Regions from separate parts of the Mus musculus genome. Here regions 2, 3, 4, 5 and 6 are each linked to region 1. The links are chromatin contacts, called in public HiChIP or PLAC-seq and Micro-C maps. All regions are on one chromosome and are shown on one strand. Each heading gives the region's core, a stretch centred on a gene start, on an enhancer-like site or on the middle of the called end of the contact. The rest is flanking DNA. Distances are from core to core; before and after follow the strand shown.

Region 1 (3,484 bases), core at 250-2,749:
CAGGTACCCGTGTTCTCTCCTGCTGTAATCCTACTTTTGAGTGTGTGTAGCTGGAAAACTTGGGAGGGCAAAGGGGTTAAGCAGTTTGGCCCCAGAAGTGTTTGAATTTTGAAGACTGCCGGAGAAATGTTCAATACATGTTAAGTACAGGAGTACGTACTTTGACACTTAGTCCGAAAGGTTCATCAAAATATAACCGGAGAAGAGGCACGTTGGAGCGTCCCCACCCCTGAAGTCCCTGGTGTACTTTTTCTGTCTGCATGACTGAGTTAGGCTGTAGAAGGTGAGGGCCCACGGTGGTGGAAGGTGGCTTGAGAGTGGGAAGGTCAGGGGCATGCTCAGACAGCTGTGTTGTGCAGGTCATGTTATGGTATTTTCCTTAGATCCTACCCAACCCAATCAAAGACCAGAATGGGTGGTTGTGTTATTAGCATGGGTTGAAGTTGTTTGGGAGACTGGGGTAAAGCAAAGGATACAGGATAGAAACACCCACACCCCCACCCACACACCCACACCCAAATCTGTGTTTTTGGTTAGTTTGTGACAGTGTCTATGTAAACCTCTCTTGTGCCGGGATGAAAAGCGTTCACTACTGAGGGCCAGAGGGCTTCCAGTGTCTCCTAGCCGGAATCTTAACCTAGTAAAAGGGGTTCTCATCGTTGCTCACTTTTACAAATATCAAACACAAAATATCCAAACCCAACCTTCCAAGAACAGGCTTGTCTTTATTCAAACCAGTTCACCCAGTTCGTGTATTTTCTTTTTTTAAGCTGTAAGAACAGAGCAAGCTTTCTGGTTGGTTTTCCGGCAGGGCAGGGTTGGGAAGCAAAAGTTAAACTCCAAAGGTTCTTGTCTTTGAACAAAGGACAGGAAGTTGCCCTGAAGCACTCGATTGCCATTGTTTCTCAAGGCTTGTCAACCACAACCTTCCAGGAACTGGGGTTAGTCACTTCAGTGGGTCAAGTCATCTGCCTAGCTCTAACTTGGGTCTAAGCTCACAGTTAGAGGCCGGGTCGTGCCTGGAGGCGGAAACCCAGCTAAGAGTAGAATACTGGCTCCTCTCCACGGGGCAGGACTGGGTCAGGTCCCAGCTTCGGAGCTCTCCTGTGCGAAGGGAACTGAAGTTGCTCTCTACCATCCCGGACTTCTGAGTCCTGCTGGAGTCCTGGGCGGGGCTCCGACGAGGCTCTTAGGGTGGGGGGTGGGGTGTTCCATGGCAGGATCTCTTTGCTCAAGCTCAGCTTTCCAATCTGTCGTCTGCAGAACAGACCCGAGTTGTGCCGGTTTCTCGACTTCCTCCTGCATCTCCTTCCTCTTCCTCCAGTGGAGGCAGATCCCTCTTTTCCTTCCTCTTCCCATGCTCCCTGTACCCCCTCCTCCCCCCGCGTCCCCTCCTCCAGGAAGTGCATTGCCCAGGGTCACCCACCTCGAGCCGCCGCTGCCCCCCGCGCCCCCTCCCCGTCCGGCTAGTGCGGCGGCCCGCGGGCACACGCCTCCCCATACCTTACATGGACAAATGCGTGCAGGCAAAGTCAGGAATTCAGGCCCCTGACGTCAGCCTCCAGCGCTCAGGGCACCGCACGGGAGACCGCGGGGAGGGGGTGGGGAGGAAGGAGGGGGAGAGCACCAACCAGCAGCCACTCCCGGCCTGCTGCTGAAGTTTCACTTTTTGTCTGTGGGTTCGCTCCCGGGGCCCGCTCGAGCTTTCCCGGGATAAGTAGCGTTAGCGGCGGGGGAGAGCCGGCCGCTGCAAGGTAAGGGCCGGCAGCGGGGCCGGGCACCGGGGAGGACGCGGGCCGGGCGGAGCGGGCCGCTGCGGGCCGCGGGCCGGGCCGGGACAATGGGAGGGGGAGTGCCCGGCACCTCCTCCTCCGCCCGAGCCTCCGCCTCCAGCCGTCGCGGCCGCCGCTGCCCGGTCCACCTCCTCCCCCAGGTATCGTAGCGAAGGCTTCCTCCCGCAGCCTCGGCCCGCGGGCGCCGCTCGACCCCCCGACCCCCCGGGGGACGGGCCGCTGAGGGTGGTGGGGAGCGCGGGGCGCCCTGCTCCGCCCCGCCCGCCGCGGAAGTGCGGGTCCCCGGCCGGGAAGCGGGGGTGCACGCCGTGGGGGAGGGGCGGATGCGGGAGTCCCCAGCGCGCCCCCGGCCCGGGCCTTTCTGGGTGCCCAGGGGGCGGGGCCGCGCCCGGTGGCTTCGAGCTTTCGTGGAATCCCAGTTGTCACCGCGGAAAGGGCCTAGGGACCCAGTGACTCGGAGTCTTCCCATTTTACAGTCAGGGCAGGCGAGGCAAAGAGAGGCAGGCTTTCCTGGAAGTCATCCCTGGAAGGTGGAGCCAGGTTAAGATCGGTGGCTCCGGACCTCTGCTCCCCTGCTGCCTTTTTAAAATTTTTTAAAAAATTTATTAATTAATTTATCTTTTTGTAAGCGGTTGTGGAGTCTCCACTGCTTTTAAGCACTGTAGGTTACAGAGGCCAAACTTTGCCCTCTGGGAGCGCTCACTGGAACGCAGGAGCCTAACCTGACTCAAAGTAGGAAGGGCCAAATCCTGGAGAGAACGCAAAGATCAGGTTTTTTTATGGGAGTTCGCGGAAGGACTTTTCTTATTTTGGCCTCCATGGCCGGACCCGAAATCCCAGAGGGGCCTGTGATTGACTCCTTTGAAGGATAGGGAGTTTTCTTAAGTAAAAAAGGCGAGGCCTTTCGTGTCAGGGAGGCAGCTGCAGACCAGAGAAGGCTAAATAAGGGTGGGGAGTGGGCGTGGGTGGAATTGTGTTCGTGGCTTGGGGTGGGAGTATGACAGGAGACCGTGTCAGTGGAGTTGTGGCTTGGGTACTTGGACAGGGCAGTGTAAACTGTTTCTGGCCTTCTTTCTCTTTAGGAAGGGGGTCCACTGCTTCCCCTCCCCCACAAGGAAGGCCTGGCAAGAGCTCTCCGCGGATCCTTTCTGGGACTCTCCTGTTTCTATACACTCCCTTTGCAAACTTGCCTCTGCAGTAAAACTTTTTCTCAAAGATGTTAGTGACTTAATGGTTCACTGTTTTCACTATTCCCGGCACAAGCGAGTTTTCAGACAAGCTTTAGGGGAAGAGGGAAAGTGTACAGGGCTACTGTAGAGTGTGTCAACCTCTCCCAGCGGGACCCTTTCTCAGTTTTACAAACAGGAAGTAGACCCCGGTCCACAGAAGTTGAATTGCTAGCCCCATATTCACTGCTGGATTGAGGTGGGGTGGGGGATGTTGGTGCAGAAACCCAGTAAGAATCTTGCTTTCCCAGGAGTCTCCTGGTGTCCTTGCCAATGCCAAGGGGCACTTAAAGAGGAAACTGTGTATCTTGTATGTAATCTTTGGAAGGTAGCCTGTGGAATCCAGAATACAATCTATTGAGGATTAGCTATGTGAAGGGTAGGGGGACACACCCGGGTCCTGAGCTTGGGCAATGCCTTGTCTTGCCTATCTTGAACTCCCTCCTTCCTCTCTTTCCCAACACC
Region 2 (3,387 bases), core at 374-2,873, 320 kb before region 1:
CTTTCTTCTGGGCAGGCACTTCTATGGTTATATGATTGGTAAGCCCCTGCTCTCCACAAAAAGCTGGAATCTCACCTCCGCTGTAGCTCTACATCAGCCTGTGCATTGGTCCCTGGCCACCCCAAACCAGGGCTTTCTGCTGCCGGGACTTTAGCCCTCTTAGCACAGTAGATCTTTGCCCTGCTTAGGATATAGAATAACATTGGTCTCCCTGCTAGGAGGCAGGTCCTTCAGAGGCCTGTAGACCTCTGAAGTGTGCCTGCTCAGCCAAAGCTCCCTGAATAGAAGAGAAAGCAATGAAAGAGAATGTAAGAATTACCATTTTTGAAGTATTTTAAGCTTCATAGAGCAGTAGCAAAGACAATACAGGTTTCAAATAAATTCCTTGCAAATGCTCAATTGTATCACCATATTTCCCCGGAGATTAGCCATATCAACATTAACGTTACTAGTTTCAACTCCAATGGCATCTGCAGAACCCCTTGGGTTGCAAATGCCCTCTCCTCCCCAGCCCTCTCTTCCCCACTCTCTGCTCTCTCCTCTTTTCTTTTCTCAACTCTCCTCTCCACACATCAACTCACTCATACCACCTATAGTGCAAGGCTAGGGAGGAGAAAAGAGAGTATATCCACGAACAGATTAAAGAGGCTCTTCAAGGCTTCATGGTTTGAAAGAGAAGGATCAAATCGTAAGTGAGCCGGGGTTTCCTAACTCATGGCTTGTCCCTGTTTCTTTGGGCAATGCTGCCATTTTTCCAATCAGGTTCCATTGCCTCTGCTCTGGCTGCATGGGCTAGCATGGTTTTTTCCTTTCCTTTCCTTTCCTTTCCTTTCCTTTCCTTTCCTTTCCTTTCCTTTCCTTTCCTTCCCTTGCCTTCCCTTCCCTTCCCTTCCCTTCCCTTCCTTCCTTCCTTCCCTTCCCTTCCCTTCCCTTCCCTTCCCTTCCCTTCCCTTCCCTTCCCTTTCTTTCTTTTTTTGTATTTCTGACAAGGTGAAGATGGCAGCTGCCTCTTCAGCTTGTATGCTGGGCTGGCCCTGAGCAGCTGTAACTCACACTACCAAGTGCTGAGACACCAACATTCCTGCCCCTACACGGCATATCCTCCCCTCACTCAATCATTCTGCACCCGAAGTGCCAGAGGGAGGAGGTGCTGCCAGCCGTGGCTTACCACAGGGTCCTCAGGCGCCCTGCAGCCTGGTGACTGGGATGCCATCTGGCACCCGCCACAGCTGCAGGGCCTCCAGCCTGGCCTAGAAATCCAGAGTGGGCTCTTGGCATTGGCGCAAGAAAGCCCTCTAGCCTCTGGTCAGTATGTCCATCCTTTCCTAGATGGAACAAGCCACTGATTGTCTCCAGGCCTCAGCCTCCTCAGCTGTCAGGACAGGAGAAGAAGTGAATTTGGGAGTACTTGATCTTTCATTTTTCTCAGCCCTGGATCCCCTTATATTCAGGAAGGAGTCTTAGGTCCTGTTCCCAAGTAGAAACAGTACTCAGTATGGAGAAATGGAGACTCATGAGCAGTGAAAAAGTAGCGTCAGAGGGAGAGATCTGATATGGATGCTATGGTGAGGATCAGATGACTTCAGCATAGGTCAAGCATGCAGTCAGTGGTCAAATATTTGCAACAGCAGTAGTGAGAATGACATCTATCCCGAGTCTCATCTGCTCCCGTCATCCATCCGAAGCCAGGCCCTTGCTTTCCGCTGCCATGTGTTCTCTGTGCCAAGGGTGCACACACGCCTCTGTCCCAGCTTCCTAAAACATAGCTGTGCTATGCATTCCTTTCCTGTTCAGAATCCTTCACTGATGCCCAAGCACCCCAGGAGTTAGGTGTCAATGCTTCACACTGTGCATCAAGAGTCACAACACATGGGTCCCCCCTCCTAACCTTCCCAGCCTTCTTGGTTCCCCACACCTGCCCAGTGCTTTGGTAAACCTGCCTTTCGTGACCAACAACAGGTGCTAGTTGTTGATGTCTGGCAAAGAGCAATAAGATCGTATGTTAGATGTGGCTCTGGAGTCAGAAAAAAATTAATGTTGGATGGCTGTGTGGCCCTCAGCAATCTCTGAGCCTTGGTGTCCCCACTTCTAAAGAAGGATTTGTAAATGGTACCTCAGGACTGTGAGGACAGAAGCCAGATGGAGAGCGTCTGATCTCCAGTGAGTACCACTACTCAGTACCCCTTGTTACTCGGTGCTCCCATACTCTGGCTGGGTCCTGCCTAATACTGACCCCTTCCTGACGGACTGAGATATGCTTCCCTAGTACGCCTTCTGCACACACCCTGCTTTTCCCTTTGTAGAAGTCAGGTCTGGTTCTTCTTCTCAGTCTCGTGCTGTCAGAAAGAAGACTCAGGCTCAACATATATTTACAAATGCCTTGGCCATACAGCTAGGCTCTTCTCTGACTCGATCATAACTTAGATTAAACCCATTTATCCTAATCTACATTCTGCCATGTGACTGGTTACCTGTGCTCAGGTACCACACATCGATCTCCTCACATTTTCCCTGGTGAATTTCCTGTGCCTGGCACTATCCCAAAATCCTTTCTGCTTTTTGGATGTCCCACCTCCAACTTTCTGACTCCGCTATAGGGCATCAGTTATACTATTGACAGGTGTCACATCCATACAGACACAAGATATTTTCTCTACACCCCTCATAGTCTAGTGACTTGATTCTTCTTTTCTTTTTCCTTTTTCTTTTTCTTTTTCCTCTTTTTTCTTTTTTCTTTTCTTTCCTTTCTTTTCCTTCCCTTTCCTTCCCTTTTCTTTCCATCCCTTCCCTTTTCTTTTCTTTCCCTTTTCTGTCAGAGTGAAGCCCCTGAATGTAAGAAGAAATCTTTCACCAACCAGCCAGCACTTCAAAGGTGTCAACCAGAGTACGTTGGACAATGAGCTAAAACAATGAAATTAGAGTGAAAGTATGGATCAGGGAGATCTATAGACGCACACTGAAATCCTAAGGGTAGGCTACCTCTTCCATGGTCAGTACAGGATGGCTGAGTGCCAGCTCTAAGTCATGCATGTCACCCTGTAGGAGTGGATAAAGCCATTAGCGAGCCTGGGTGGGGATAGCTTTCTTTGCTCGGGTTGTGTTGCAGTACAGGAGGGTTGAACCCAATGAGCAAGTAGGGGTGAGGGAGGAGAGGCAATGAGAAAGTGTGATTTTTATTTGTTTACCTCTCACCTGTCGGGGCACCTTGGGCCATGGATGAAATGAATTAGGCTTTAAAAAAACCAAACCAAACCAAAAAAATGAACCAGTCACTCTTCAACATGGTCCGCAGAGCAGCAGCAATGGAATTCCATACCAGAGCAACAGAAATATAGAAGTGGATTGACAGTCGGAATCAGCAACTTCAGAGGGGGCCCAAGCAATCAC
Region 3 (3,385 bases), core at 329-2,828, 280 kb before region 1:
TCTATAGACAGAGACCATTACAGAAAACCATAATCAATTAAAACACAGAGTTGTGGACCTGAGGGTACATCTATAAACCAACGCCCAGAACCAAGGCTCAGGGGGATCTTTTCAGTAGAGGGGGTGGGAAGATTGTAAGAGCCAGAGGAATAAGGAGTTTGTGTAAGACTGTGTCTCCAAGGAATGACAGAAGCTACACCCATAGAATCTTGCCAACATGGCGGTCTAGGCATGAGCTGAACAAGGACAACAACAGACATGCCAGAGTGGAAGGGGGAAAGCCCAGGATGCCTTGTGAAGAACTCCAGACAACTAAGAGATGCAGGAGAGAAAGTCTTTCCCAGGGAAGAGCACACCACTTGGTTATACAACACCAAATGGTCAGCCCTGAAAATATACATACTAGCGACATTATACAGAATCGACATTATACAGAATGGACGGGTTATATTTATGTATTTAGGAATGCACAGATACATATGTATACAAGTATGTGTGTATGTAATAATTGATGAAAAAGGAGGCTGTGAACTTAAAAAGAGCTAGGAGGGTTTGGGAGAGGAAAGGGAAGAAGAAACAATAATTGTATTTATAATCTCAAAACATACAAAAATAATTTCTTAAAAAATTGTATCTGTTATTTACAGTAAAGCAGTTTATAGCCTTGAGTGCTGTCCAACGCTGTGTGAGGCCTCTCTTGTGATGAACGTATTCACAACACAATACTGTGTCATTTAAACCATCCAGCTAGTGCTGGCCTTTTCCTTCTCCAAGATGGATGTTGAAGAAATGGAAGCAGGATTGAGACCAGGCAGGGAAGAACTTGTCCATCATGGATGGTACCTGCTGTGCCTTCCTACCAGGAGCCCATAGCTTAGAGAGCAGCACCTAGCATGATATCACTCTCATGGGAGCAAAGATTTTGCTTCTAGTGGTCCACTTGCACAGAATGTGAGCCCAGCTTTTTAACATGAAACAAGAAGTTCCTTGAAGTTACTGGGGATGAAGCCATGCCCCACTCTACACCCACTGCTGCTACACTAGACAAAAGGTCCAGGTTAATCTTTCTGAAACATTTCCTGGTCCTAAACTACACAGTCTAATACAAACAAACAAAGACAGTTTCTTAAACCCAACGGTTAAGGTCTCGAGCATAGTTAACCCACCACTCTTTCTAAGGTTGCCTCTTTCTCCTGAACGACCTTCCATTCCAAGTAAACTGGTCATCATCTGAGTACAGCATGTGTGTCTCACCCTTGGGCCATTGCTTATTTTGTGTTCTGTGCCTGGAATGTCCCTCCAGTCATGCCCCTTCCAGCCAGCAAATTCCAACTGGTTTTCTTCATGGAATTGATCTAGTTTAGATGTGTGTTGAATGTGTCTCCCCGCAGTTCTGAAGTAGGTGTTTCAATCTGATTGTGAAGTTTTCAGAAAACACACTTCGAACCCGACTACTGTGCTGTGCTTAGTGGTGGGGCCTCTGGGAGATGAACACGCTTAGATCAGATTTCCAGGGTAGAGTCCCTGGGAATGAGTAACACTGGAGGTATACAAAAGTGCTCTCTCTCACTTGCTCCCTCGCACTCTGCTCTGCCTTGGGGCTTTAGCAGGAAAAAAGGTTATAGTCATATACAGATATGTGAACATCTAGAACTGGGCATTGTGAGTTAAATAAATGCTTTTTCTTCATAGCATAACTCATCTTTAGGTTAGCTCTTTGGATTAATGGGGTAAGTCTAAAGTATATCCAGCATAGTTTAGTATTTAAGATTTATAGTTAAGGCTGGAGGTAATTCAGAGATAGAGTACTAGTCTAGGATATGCAAAGCTTTAAAATCAATCTCACAAGGCTCTCTCTCTCTCTCTCTCTCTCTCTCTCTCTCTCTCTCTCTCTTACACACACAGAAAGAAATAAAGAGACAGAGAAAATAAAGCCAAAATGGAGAGAAATGAACTATGTTGCATATATACACAATTTTATATGCAAGGGCACATGTAGAGGACCTAGGGTCCTTTCCAAGTACCTGCGTGATAGCTTAAAACTGTCTGCAACTCTAGTTCAGGAGACTAGAAACCCTCTTCCAACCTCTTCAGGCAACAGACATGCTGTAGTACACATATGTACAGGCATGCAAAATACTCAAAGACATACAATCTTTCAAATATATAATTATATCTTTCAAAACGCAAACTAAACCTTGGTAAATTTTGCAGGCAGATGAGTGGAACTAGGAGGTGGTAGATAAGGAGACCAAGGTTCAGGAAGACAAATACCGTGGCTCTCCATTATATGTATAGCCTGCTTCTAAGTAAGGGACACATGAGAGGTGGGAGAGGAGGGGGTGCACATGCGATGTGGAAGGGAAGAAGAGAAGAACATAGAAAGAGCAATCCTATTGAGAGTCACACATATTAGTAACGGGGGGCAGAAATAGTCATTTGACAACATTTTAGTGCCTCTTGCCCTGTAATTTCTTTAACAAAGCACTTTGCCCACCTTCCTTCTCCCTGTCATAAAGATTATTGGAATGAAAGGGAAACCCAGCTCTCCTCATGGGTCAGAGCTGATTGCCCAATCCAGAATTTTGAGGCAGGTGGATTCAATCTCACTCCATCTCTCTCGTTTCCTTTTTTGGGGGTGGGGGTGGGGGCTATGTATCTGCAAAGGGAGAAGGTGGTAAGAGACTAGCATTCCGGACTAGTGAAAGTAAAGATACCACTTTGCTCATAGTGAAACATCCATTAGAAAAGAGAAGTGATGGCTCTCAGCCCCCATGGTGACAGTGTTTGGTCCATGAGCTCTGAGGAATTGTGTTTGCCCTGCTTGGTCAATAGTGAATGAGTAAACAGAGCCCAGGTAGGCTCTAGAGTAAGTTTCTCTTGTCACTCCAGAGCCCATGCCTTTTCAAGTGATCAGCATCTTCCACTTCTTTAAGCGTGTGTAAGTCCACAGACCTTGCATCTCTTTATTCCTGTTTGTCTTTCTCCCTGTACATGGTGGATATAGGTATTTCATGAGCTACACATAGTAAGGGGGGCTGGAGAGATGGAGTTAAGAGCACTACCTTTCCCTCTAGAAATCTGTAGTAAGGTAGCAGCCAATTAAAAATAAAATAAAATGCCTATAATAAAGTTTAAAGAGAATTCTCACCTTATTTGTTGGTGAATTTTTCATTACAAGAATTATTCTGATTGCTTATCTGTACACGTACCATGACTACCCAATACTACTAATGTTGGCGCCAGTGTTTTGTCCTGCAGCACCTCTCGTGACTGTCTCAGATGGAGTGAGCAGTGTCTCCAGTGTGTCCCTTCATCTCATTTGCTTCTCTATTGCACCTTGTGAATGATCAGATGTTTAGATGGCAATCCTGACCTGTAGGGG
Region 4 (3,629 bases), core at 172-2,671, 300 kb before region 1:
TCAGTGGTTAAATGAGACGCTCTCTGAGTTGCTTTCCATCTCCAACTGGAAACCTTAGATAACCTGAACAAATACCTTAACTTCACAAACAGAAATAGTGGGATCGCTTTAAGGAAGCGAGTGGGAGTCCACAGGACCGAGAGAGATATGGGGATTAAAAACGGGCGACTATGAAAGATGAGTTCAGCCATCCCTCATGGAGCCACAGTTCTGAGCAAAATAGGCCCCTCACCAGCATGGGGAGGGGCAGGCTGGGAAGCCCAGTGAGAAGAACCCCCAAAAGCCTGGGAGCCCGGACATGTGCTTCTGGGCCAAGCCCGCCCTTGTTTGCCCAGCCACCCTGAGCCTCCTGTCACTGTGGTTTGAAATCAAAACATCCATTCTTCCACAAGGTCATGAGCGCTCAAGAGTCTTACTGCCTCTGAAGACAACCATTTCTGTCTGGGTGAGTTCTATTTATCAGAAATGTTTCAAAAGCATGCTAATAGCATCCTTAATTGCACACGCCTCAGTGTTCTTGCTGGCTAGCTGATCAGCTATTTGGGACCTGGTTACTGTGCAGTAGGTAATTCCCTGGAGAATTACTGTCCCCACAAGTCTCTGCTGTCTGTTGTACTGCAAAGAAGGCTGGTCCTCTACCCAGTCCTCAGCCTCTCGGCTCACATACCTAGCTCACATTAATCACTCAGAAAGCACATTGGTAACTTACTGCTTAAAAAAGAATGTGGATTTTGGGGTATTTTTTCCCTCTTCTTTAATCAAGGGAGTGTTGCTCACTATTTACTTTATGAGACAGTTGCACACAAATGATTGGGATTAAGTACTGGCTTGACTGAAGTCTTGGTTTTGGCTCACTCAGAAGTGATGCAACCCAAATCCAGTTATTTGCCCTCTCCAGGTCTGTTTCCTGGTACAAAAAAAATTAATAATATTTACTTTATGGACTATTGAGAGAATTAAATTAGGTGGCTTGTCCCATGGGAAGTACCATTAAGTAATTAAGAAGACATCTTTTCTCCACAGTTCAACCTTATCCACAGTCCGAGTCCTCTTTGGTACCGCTGACCATCTTATTGGTCTCAGTTCTGTCCTCGGAGACCATGCAAAGTAGGCCAAAATCCTCTTTCCACTTGGCCGTCTTTCAAGTATTTCCATTTGACCACAAGCTCCATACATGGCAAAGGACCTCTCCCGAGAAATTGAGGTGGGAAGAAAAAAGTGTATTCAGGACTTCACCACAATCTGGAGAGAGAACCAAGGAATCCCAACTTCTGCCCTGGAGTGACTGACCACTTCACACCTACCTCCAAGAACAGAGGGGCCAGCCAGAGCTCTTAGAAAATGGCACTGTGGTAGCACATGGCACCGAAGTGCTGACACATGGCTCTTTGATGTGGGCCTTAGCTCATGATGTTGCTTTATTTCCTTAAGTTCGAAGATAAGCATGGGCCACTAGAACCACTTCAGTGAGGAGCAGAGCGAGCTGCCCCGAAGGCTTTTAGGAATTTTCCCACAGAAGTATTGCAGCCAATTGTGCAAACTTGAAAATGGTTTCATGCAAATCTATTTTGCAAATACGTACAATCTTTTTCTGAATTGTTTTTATAACCCCACATCTCTGCACTATCGAAACCCTCAGATACCTGGTTTCTTCTCTCAGGTGGAAGCAATTTCTGAAGCAAGAGAGGGCTTGACTCAATAACTGAAGACTTGGACAAACTGCTCTATGTGTTAAACGGGCACTGTAAGAAACCTATTTGCTACCCTTCTGCCTGCTTGGGATGTGAGCACTCTGTGATCCCTGGTTTAGAAGTGTGACTGACGGACAATTGGAAAATCCCTTTAACTATGTGGTCCTGTAACTTGTCCCACAGGGAACCTTCTTAGCTCTAGGTGATCTTGAAGCTTGAGCTCCTACCAGGAGTTAGTAGCTTATAGGGGTCAGGGAGGGGACCTTGGCAAGATTCCTCCACTAGGATACTAAGTAGACTCAAAGTTTTCAAGGTTACTTTGAAACCAAGAAGCACTACTTTCCCATCTATATTTATTCTAATGGTGAGGTAGCTTCTGGTGAGAATTTGATTAAACAGTGCACTGAAGGCTGCCGTTCACTGTTATGTCTTGATCAAAATTTCAGGGATGTATTATGTTATTTCCTGTGTGAGACTGGAGAAACCTCCCCTCCATGACTGACAGCCTGGTAGGACAAGCTAAGACTTTAATTTTGACCTCCTGTCAGTCTCAGGGCAGGGCTCAGTCTATTACCATGATGACTAGATCAGAAAGTTGACCTTATTAGTCATTCTTCTCTGTCTATAGACAGTCCCAGGCAATGTTTACGATATGACTTCTAAGAGACTAGGAGTCTATCCATTCCACTTTCTGTACCTGGAGCAGCTAGAGTTCAGAGCCCTCTGTCTCCAGTGATAAGTAGTCTTCTCTCCATGCCCCAGGATAATAACGCTGTGGCTTGATCTGTGCACTGGAAAGCACCGAGCTTCACGGTGAATCTTAAGTCTTTCAAAATATACAGTGTTATTTTAAAATTATGGGGACAATAAAAACTAGCCAGCCTTTGGTTGTGCCAATTTTGTCCCTAAGGTCACACTTATGTGTGGAACCCCCTCCTTGTGACCTGGTGCCATGACTCTGCCTGTCTCCATTTCTCCGTCTAGAGAAGAGAATCTGTAACTTCAAAGACTTAGGCAAGCCCCAAGTACTCTCCCACAGAAACTGGGTGAAAGGCTTTGACTGCTCTGCCCCAATCCCACAACTGCCCTAAAATAGAGTCTGCCTCAGATCCTGCTCATTCAGCTCAGATATGATTTCTTCCAATAAGCTTTCTCTGACTCTTCACATTCCACCAGCCAAGCTGGAACTGTAATTGCTCTGTTCTCCAAATTGCCTTTTCTTACAACAAAGAGCAGTTTCTGAATCTTGGTAAGTCCTGTGTGAATAGACTTCTAGAGAGTGGCATTAGGGTGGGGGTAGGGGTGGGGGTGGAGTTCTTGATTACGTGTTGTTCTTGATATCCCTTTAAAGCACTTCTGGTAGGATGAGCTGGATGTGAAAATAAACTGGGAGATAAAAGACCAACTAGCTGGATACTTTGCTTTTTTACCACGACACACTTACAATTTCATTACTTTGGAAATTTAAGTTCCTTGGAAGTGGTTTTTTGGAAACACTCTCTTGGGAACTTTCAGAAAATTTGAAAATCCGTAGCAGGTTATTTTATAATGTCAATAACACAATCTACAAAAACAATGAGAGCATGTATCAAGCATTGGACGCTCCTGTTAGACAAGTGAAATGAAAACAAATTGGAAACATGTATAGATTAAGTAGAAAAACCCTTTACTTAGAAAATCAAATACTTGGAAAAGTTGAGGTTAAATTGGTTAGCACTATTTTGAATGGACACTTCTATAAAATTTGTTTTAAAAACAATATGGAAGAGTCATAAGATGTCTGGGCACAGTGCCCCAGTCAACTCGTCAATGGGATTCTGGAATCCAAAGGTTATATGGTGTAAAAACACAGAGAGCAAAATGCACAAGGATCTTCATAGAACCATAATTTTTAAAAAGCAAACACTTCCCCCAAAGGAGCATGTAAGACAACTTGAA
Region 5 (3,280 bases), core at 198-2,697, 390 kb after region 1:
TGATGCACTGTAATCTCAGACTGTGAACTACAAACCCTTTCTCCTCTTAGTTGTTTTCGTCACAGTATTTATCACAGCCATGGAAAAGATAACTAACACAGGTGTCCGACCTTGGAGTCTTGTCCCACTAGCGGATCATCTAGGAAAGCTGTGCTATGTGGCATGCGTATGTTGTAAAAGCCTGAAAAGGAATTCCCCAGATACTTTCATTAGAAAAGTAGTCAGTTGTGAATTCCTCCAAAAGAAACCAGATTCCTTAAATACATTTTTTGGTACAGTATTAAAAGCCTAGGAGTTTATAATTAAAGCTTCAACTCTTTATTTATTTCCATAGCTTGGGATTCTAAGCATATTGCAGAACATATCTGAACTATTGCTCCAAACCACTCAAAATTTGTACCAAATTAAGTGCTTATTCATGCACTGGGCTCTGTGTTTACACACACACACACACACACACACACACACACACACACACACAGAGAGAGAGAGAGAGAGAGAGAGAGAGAGAAGAGAAGAGAAGAGAAGAGAAGAGAAGAGAAGAGAAGAAGAGAAGAGAAGAGGAGAGAGAGAAAAACGCAAACAGAAAATAGTGCCAAGGCAGAGAGAGTGTTTAATATTTATAGTAAGATAGGATACTCTTACTAGGTATATATAGAGGAAAAGTTCCAATTTGATTTTTGAGCAAATGGAAGCCAGGAGAGGAGAATAAAAATTCACCTTCATGGTTGGCAAGAATGAAAGGTGTAGGTACCAGAAAAGGCTCTGGTCAAAGAGGACTATGGAAAATTGATTAACAAATCCCACCTTGCAGAAGACAATGTGTTACAAGACTCACATGTTCTATAGAGATTTGGAGAGGGTGGGCCTCTGAACACAGAAATGACTTACGCTGGGAATTAACATTCTTCTAGGTTTGGTGGAACCACTGAACTTAGTGGCTTCTCGGTGTAACAAAGCATTCTCAACTCTGCTAGCATATACCTTAACAAAAGTTCAGTCATCTCCCCGGGAGTATTTTATATTTTATTCCAAGTTGATACTTCTTAAATGTTTCTAAAATAGAATTTGTGGTTGAGCATTGCAAAATGCTATATATGTATAATGTGGAATAAAAAATTTTCAGAGTTTTGTTATGAGAAAGGAATCATAAAGGAAACTTTCTATGCTCAGTGAAAATAGTAAGCTATTGAGCACATTTATAACTCAGTAAGTGATAGTTCTCTTGAACCTTATGCTCAGTGGAAGTAGCCATTACTAGGTAACTATTAGTTTATGGGATTTAAAATTACCATGGAAACAAGGCCTGTGGGCTTCTCTGTGAGGAACTTTCTAGATAAGGTAAATGGAGGCTGAAAGACCCATCCTAATTGTGGGCAGCAGTATTGCAATAGGCTGGTCCTGGATTGAGCAAGAAGGAGCAGGCAGCACAAACATGCTCAGTTCCTGATTTAGAATAAAATGTGACCAACTGTCTGTAGCTCTAGCTGTCAGGACTGCCCACCAAGATGGACTGTACCCTCAAACTGTACCAAAAGAAGCCCTTCTCCCTTGAGTAGCTTTTGTCAGGATACCTTACTACAGCGTTAGGAAGTGGTAAATACAGAACAGGAACAGAGAAAGGTCAAAAACATTTCAGTTAGACAGTACTGGGTTCAAAATATGACTGTGCTTTCTATTAACTATGTACCTCTGAGTTGACCAACTCTCTTAATTTCAGCTTTCATATTTGCAAAAGGATAGAGTGGCACCTTCAGAATGGAATATAGTAAAGAATAAACAATAAATATATTTACACACAAAATCCACTACTGGCAAGTAGTGTAGCATGTGCAGTGGTTCCTTTAATGCTCCGAACATCATCCTAAAACTCGTGGTGTGATACCCAGTGTCTTCCAAAGCAAACCACTCCAGCCTTAGACGTTTAGGTTTAGAACTTCCCCCTAAAGCACAGTGGAATAGTAAAGAAAAAAAAAAAAAAGAAAGAAAGAAAGAAAGGAAAAGAAAAGAAAAGAAAAGAAGATACCATTTTCTGTATGACTTTCTTTAGAAATATTTCAGAAGAAATTTTCAAATCCTTGCAGTCTTTGCCTCACTTACATGGCCATTCCACAGCATCATCTATTTTCCATTGACAGTTCTGAGAGCCATATGTACTCAATGGCTCTCCCCTTGACTTGTGGCTTTACCAGTTCAGCAAGTTGAAGTTTACTAGGAGCCAAGTCCCAATAGGATCTGAGCCTTAGAAGCACAGTGACATCTTTGCTAACTTGCACTGTGCGTGCTGTGCTTTGAAATGGAAAGCTTATTGCCCTTCCTTGCTTGTCCATGAGAAAATATTTGTAGAACACCCCATTTAGAAGAAAAATGGTTTATACATTCTCTTCCTGATAGGATTAGGAGTCTGATCTTGCCCTGTCAGTTCTTGGCCCCACCTGCCAAGGAGAAGAAGGAGAAGGGGAGGGGCCTTGGAGGAAGAATTGTGGGAGGGGGTGACAGGAGGGGTAGCTGAGCAAGATGTAAAGTAAATAAGTAAAAATACTAAATTAAAAGTAAATAAAAGAAAGAAGAGATTAAAAATGACTTGCAAAGAATACTTAAAATAATTTATATTGGATTAATGAATGTAAACTCAAGTAAATTTGTAGGAAAATGTTTTATGACATTTTGGCTGTGATGAAATTAAAGTTAAGGTAGCCTACGATACCTTCTGAGTTTTACATTATATGCAGGGCCCACTTTAATCCAGAACAATTTCTTTCTTGATATCAGGTTTGTTGCCCAAAGTAAGTAGTATGGGTAGGATATGGTACTGCGCTTGGTCAGTGATCCAAGCATCAAGTCTTTCCTCAGTTTCCCTCAAGGTTTCACCTAAGATGTGTCAGTTGCTTGCCTGCAGTAGTGATATCATACAAAACCAATCCTAGAGTTATATATACTGAAAGAATCCTGGGGACTACAAATACAGTCCTACAGGCTAGCCCTTCAAAAATCAAAAATACTAATAATATTTTTTAATTGATTATATGGGGTCATATAAATTTACTTGATCTAATCTATAACTTTGTGAATGGCTTAAGGCAGAGTTGCTATAGTCTCAGTTTCACTAGTGAGCCTACTGACCTGGGGAATTAAAACTGTGCATGAAAGTAAAGATGTCCAAGTAGCCTTATCTCTGGTAACCTGGCTTGTTTCGAGCAATCACAAAATCGTTATCTTACACATTTAGCGAGCAGAAGCACCGGGCTGCCTAGAAACAGAAGCCTTACTACATCTGAAA
Region 6 (3,300 bases), core at 276-2,775, 280 kb after region 1:
CATCTTATTACGAGAGTTACATTTGGTTCAACACACTGTCATTTTCTGCAATCCTGCATTGAAATCCCCGGGTCCTTTGGTCATTGTGTACATGTCCTGTTTTTTCCTGTATTCATCAGCAAGGTCTTTGGGCTTGAGAATGAGTCTGATTTGTTCCAGCCCATTTATTTTACTGCCCATCATTTCGGCCTATTCATAATACAAATGACTCATTGCTTTTATTCTAATTTTTTCTCATTACAGCTAAATGTCCCTAAACAGTTAATGTTCAAAAAATTGTTATTTCCTTCCTGTGCTTCTGTACTGCCAGCCACATGGATTTTCTTCTTTTATTGAACTGTTCAGGGGACACCATGACTTATCTTACTTACTCTCACAACCCAGTGACTTCTCTGTATGATCTTTGCTGTATTGATATGATGCTTCCATTCTTAAACAATACCAAGTTAAATTTCCTTGTTTTATGTTTGCTGGCTGATACTTGTTTATCTATTGACTGGCCAGTATTTTTTTTTAATTAAAAGAAGAGCTGTACTTTATTTTCCACTGTCTTGTTCATGGTTTCGACCAGTCCTGCCTTCTTGTAATCCTTCTCTGTTTCTGTCATGACATACCTGATGCACCATTGCTCAATGATAAAAAGCTCCCGTGTGATCCTTGGGAACATGTTTACAGCTTCACCTGCAAAATGACAAGTTGAAGAATATTTTCCTAGAAAACCATTCTGTCTAGCAATGTCTACCTCATTGTAAATGCTACCTTGAAATCCGACTACAGAGATAAGCAGCTACTGCTGCTTAATGTTCCCTTCATCTGATGTATGCATCTTCGTGGAGTGATGCAATTAGTCCTGGACATTGATCCTGACTTTCTGCTATATTCTATAAAGTTAGAATTGCAGCATAGTATAGAGAAGTCCTACAGAAGTAATTTGATATCATAAGTCACCAACTCCCTGATTTATCTGTTCCTATTCTAACCAGTTCTTGTTCTGAGGGAACAGGAGGCCTACATTTCTCAGCTGGCCCACCTGTTCATACCACCCCAGTTACTAGAAGAGCTGGTCACTAGCTCCGTGACAGGCTTCTGTGTTCCTGGGTGTGTGTTCTTCCCATTATCTTCCATTTCATTTCCATTTTAGTACCCACCCAAAATATGATGATTTAGCTCCTATGTCATCCATAGTCCTTATTTTATTGGAAGAATATAGATTAGGAACTTAGTTGATATTCATAGATTGGTTGTTGATTGTTTGATTTCACAGTAGGAAACTTGGAAAGCAGAGAGTGCGCTATGTATCACACTTAACCTTTTGCTGCTAGTGTGAGCTTGCAAAGAGTTTACCATGTACTACTTTTGCTGGCATGGGGTGATAAAGATAGGAAATGGGAGAGGAAGTTATATAGTTCTTGTGCAAATCTAGGTTTTCTATTTTTCCTGTTTTGCTACTGTTTGGAAAGTACAGCCTCCGTTCATGGCAGCCTCACATGTGTTTCCTTAGTGCCATTTCAAAAAGGGGGAAATAAATATGGCATTTTTTTCATAGTGAGAATAGTAAAATCACGAAGATTTCCCCTTTTTCTGTTGGTGAAACTTCAATCGCACTAGGCACAGATTCCTCTACTTCAGCTATGTGTGCCAAGGCAAAGCACACAGAACAGCATACTAGAGCTGTAAAAACCAGGATAACAAGAAATGCTACAGAACCCTTACATTGCACAGTAGTAGGGAGGCCTGGGAGCCAGTGACTCTGCTACTCCACACTCAGTGGCCTGTTTACCCAGCTAGGTATTGTCTTCAGACAAAGGACGCTCTGGACTTCCTATACAGGGAAGCTGTATTTCTTTGATAAAGCTCTTCCTTCCACATAACTGTGCATGGTGAAATTCACCCTGAGTGTCTTACAGTCCCTACACACAGTTCTAATAAATGAATTGTTCTCTTTGGCAGTTAGGATGGCATTTGAGGAAGTTTTGTAATCTAAAGCTTTATGCATTATTAGAGAGCAATAAAAAGCTGTCTGTTCAAGCCTATGGTGATCTGCTATGGACTCCAAAGGGTGGGGCCCAACTGTGCAGCAGAAGAAACAGTAGTAGATCTTGTAGTGGCCCTGATGGCTGCCATTGGTAATTCTGGAAAAGAGAATGGTTTCTGGAGGATGTGGAGAACACAGAGGCAGGATGCTTACAGGATTCTTGCTTTCTTCTAGGTGGGTGGCTTGGCTTGTTTTTGTGTTTGTGGAATGAGAATATTCTCTGAGGCAAATGTTAAGTGTGTATTTCTAGAAGAGATGTTGATAATAATCCCTCATCAATGAACAGTTCTGTGCAGTCTCCAGATAGTATTGTGGCAGGAGGGTGAAAATAATGCCTTGATAAGTCCTGGATTTTTTTGTATTGCTATTGTTCTTTAATTAAATGTGTATTAAGCTCCAACAAGGCGCTATGAAGAATGTCAACTTACAGATGATTTTCAGCATACTCAGAAGATTTATAAACACCAATAAATGGAAAGTCACAGCCCCCCTCTGAGGTGGTAAACATATTTGTTCTTCCTACAAATGAGAAGTGCAATAGGCTGTACTCAACCCGACCAGGACTGAGGGTGAGAATTGAGAACTGTTGAACAGAGAGAAAAGCATTTTCCATCACTAGGAATTGGATTAGAATGTATTATTAAGGAACTATGCCTAAATGTGCTTAGAGTTGTGAGGTTTTAATTAAATTGTTCCAGTTACTGTTAACATTTGGGTTAGAAAGAGGCTGCCAACGTATGACACTATGTTTCAGATTTAGTGTCGAAAATAATTGGGAAAGAGACAGAATACTTGATACTGAAGAATTTAGATTTGTTCACTCTATGGGAGGTGCTAGGGATGTACCTTCTAATAGATATCTCAGCTATTTCTACAATCAAAGATGGTATATGTTCCCTTTGAAACCCAATTCTTGCTTGTCTTTGTTAACATAGCCTTTCCTTGGAACCAGGACTTTTCGTTTACACAGTAACCATTTCCAGACCTTATTTAGTTGGTACAGTTACAGAAGGCCTGTCACATGCTTAAGTTCCTCTCCTGTCACCTGGTCTCCAAGTTATCTCCTCAGGTTGTGATATTATTCCCCTGTTTCTTAAGTAAAAACCAAAATGAAGAGCACATGGATTTGTTAAGAGTATGTGCCTTTAAATCCTTGCCATTTAAAGCCAGTGGGACTTAGATTCCACCTTAAGTGTGAACAGCAAACAGGAGACTTAACTGAGAAAGTTAGTTGAAGGCAAATATGTCTACAAATAAAACTCATG

What was found. A called contact is a pair of places that touch in the nucleus more often than the background predicts. HiChIP or PLAC-seq counts read pairs in DNA pulled down with a chosen protein or histone mark.
Region 2: a contact with region 1 is called in a Micro-C map of muscle stem cells, with 4 times the contacts expected there. The contact joins the enhancer-like site here to the promoter of Lpp in region 1. A contact is called at or near these places in 10 of 39 promoter capture datasets (the 3T3-L1 cell line, 3T3-L1-derived adipocytes, the C10 cell line and 6 more), 2 of 15 datasets of contacts at CTCF or cohesin (the NIH/3T3 cell line and pro-B cells), 11 of 484 Hi-C or Micro-C datasets (the C2C12 cell line, bone marrow-derived macrophages, cortical neurons and 3 more), 11 of 115 datasets of contacts at active chromatin or transcription factors (the 230-238 cell line, the SCID.adh cell line, bone marrow-derived macrophages and 7 more) and 2 of 9 other capture datasets (adipose tissue and liver).
Region 3: an H3K27ac HiChIP or PLAC-seq map of trophoblast stem cells shows a contact between it and region 1, with 15 read pairs. The contact joins the enhancer-like site here to the promoter of Lpp in region 1. A contact is called at or near these places in 4 of 39 promoter capture datasets (the 3T3-L1 cell line, 3T3-L1-derived adipocytes, hematopoietic stem and progenitor cells and 1 more), 1 of 484 Hi-C or Micro-C datasets (brown adipocytes) and 2 of 115 datasets of contacts at active chromatin or transcription factors (bone marrow-derived macrophages and trophoblast stem cells).
Region 4: a contact with region 1 is called in a FOXA1 HiChIP or PLAC-seq map of pancreatic cancer cells. The contact joins the enhancer-like site here to the promoter of Lpp in region 1. A contact is called at or near these places in 9 of 39 promoter capture datasets (the 3T3-L1 cell line, 3T3-L1-derived adipocytes, the HPC-7 cell line and 5 more), 1 of 15 datasets of contacts at CTCF or cohesin (the NIH/3T3 cell line), 7 of 484 Hi-C or Micro-C datasets (the C2C12 cell line, liver and nephron progenitors) and 7 of 115 datasets of contacts at active chromatin or transcription factors (the SCID.adh cell line, bone marrow-derived macrophages, cardiomyocytes and 3 more).
Region 5: a contact with region 1 is called in an H3K4me3 HiChIP or PLAC-seq map of bone marrow-derived macrophages, with 5 times the contacts expected there. The contact joins the enhancer-like site here to the promoter of Lpp in region 1. A contact is called at or near these places in 8 of 39 promoter capture datasets (the 3T3-L1 cell line, 3T3-L1-derived adipocytes, the C10 cell line and 3 more), 1 of 15 datasets of contacts at CTCF or cohesin (pro-B cells), 1 of 484 Hi-C or Micro-C datasets (liver) and 7 of 115 datasets of contacts at active chromatin or transcription factors (bone marrow-derived macrophages, cardiomyocytes, craniofacial prominence and 4 more).
Region 6: an H3K4me3 HiChIP or PLAC-seq map of bone marrow-derived macrophages shows a contact between it and region 1, with 5 times the contacts expected there. The contact joins the enhancer-like site here to the promoter of Lpp in region 1. A contact is called at or near these places in 2 of 39 promoter capture datasets (hippocampal neurons and liver), 1 of 15 datasets of contacts at CTCF or cohesin (large pre-B cells), 1 of 484 Hi-C or Micro-C datasets (nephron progenitors), 5 of 115 datasets of contacts at active chromatin or transcription factors (the 230-238 cell line, bone marrow-derived macrophages, embryonic stem cells and 2 more) and 2 of 9 other capture datasets (adipose tissue and liver).

Annotation. Positions count from the first base shown.
Region 1 is chr16:24,391,851-24,395,334 of GRCm38.p6, forward strand. Lpp (LIM domain containing preferred translocation partner in lipoma) reads left to right here and starts at 1,500. Exons shown (of 13, transcript NM_178665.5): 1 at 1,500-1,754. Lppos (LIM domain containing preferred translocation partner in lipoma, opposite strand) reads right to left here and starts at 1,805. Exons shown (of 2, transcript NR_037954.1): 1 at 1,504-1,805; 2 at 706-1,257.
Region 2 is chr16:24,072,133-24,075,519 of GRCm38.p6, forward strand. No RefSeq gene overlaps it. Among named protein-coding and RNA genes, the nearest start is that of Gm46545, 8.9 kb to the right of the region's middle. Within about 2 kb of position 1,624, at least 13 of the 459 cell types and tissues checked have an H3K27ac peak or open chromatin away from gene starts, as enhancers often do. A contact at or near this core is called in the C2C12 cell line, the SCID.adh cell line, muscle stem cells and 1 more, where this site is marked.
Region 3 is chr16:24,111,928-24,115,312 of GRCm38.p6, forward strand. No RefSeq gene overlaps it. Among named protein-coding and RNA genes, the nearest start is that of Gm31583, 24 kb to the left of the region's middle. Within about 2 kb of position 1,579, at least 9 of the 459 cell types and tissues checked have an H3K27ac peak or open chromatin away from gene starts, as enhancers often do. A contact at or near this core is called in trophoblast stem cells, where this site is marked.
Region 4 is chr16:24,093,515-24,097,143 of GRCm38.p6, forward strand. No RefSeq gene overlaps it. Among named protein-coding and RNA genes, the nearest start is that of Gm31583, 5.3 kb to the left of the region's middle. Within about 2 kb of position 1,422, at least 33 of the 459 cell types and tissues checked have an H3K27ac peak or open chromatin away from gene starts, as enhancers often do. A contact at or near this core is called in 3T3-L1-derived adipocytes, the SCID.adh cell line and pancreatic cancer cells, where this site is marked.
Region 5 is chr16:24,784,439-24,787,718 of GRCm38.p6, forward strand. The region is part of intron 8 of Lpp (LIM domain containing preferred translocation partner in lipoma); the gene reads left to right. Among named protein-coding and RNA genes, the nearest start is that of Mir28a, 42 kb to the right of the region's middle. Within about 2 kb of position 1,448, at least 4 of the 459 cell types and tissues checked have an H3K27ac peak or open chromatin away from gene starts, as enhancers often do. A contact at or near this core is called in bone marrow-derived macrophages, where this site is marked.
Region 6 is chr16:24,668,441-24,671,740 of GRCm38.p6, forward strand. All of the region lies in intron 6 of Lpp (LIM domain containing preferred translocation partner in lipoma), which reads left to right. Among named protein-coding and RNA genes, the nearest start is that of Mir28a, 160 kb to the right of the region's middle. Within about 2 kb of position 1,526, at least 16 of the 459 cell types and tissues checked have an H3K27ac peak or open chromatin away from gene starts, as enhancers often do. A contact at or near this core is called in adipose tissue and bone marrow-derived macrophages, where this site is marked.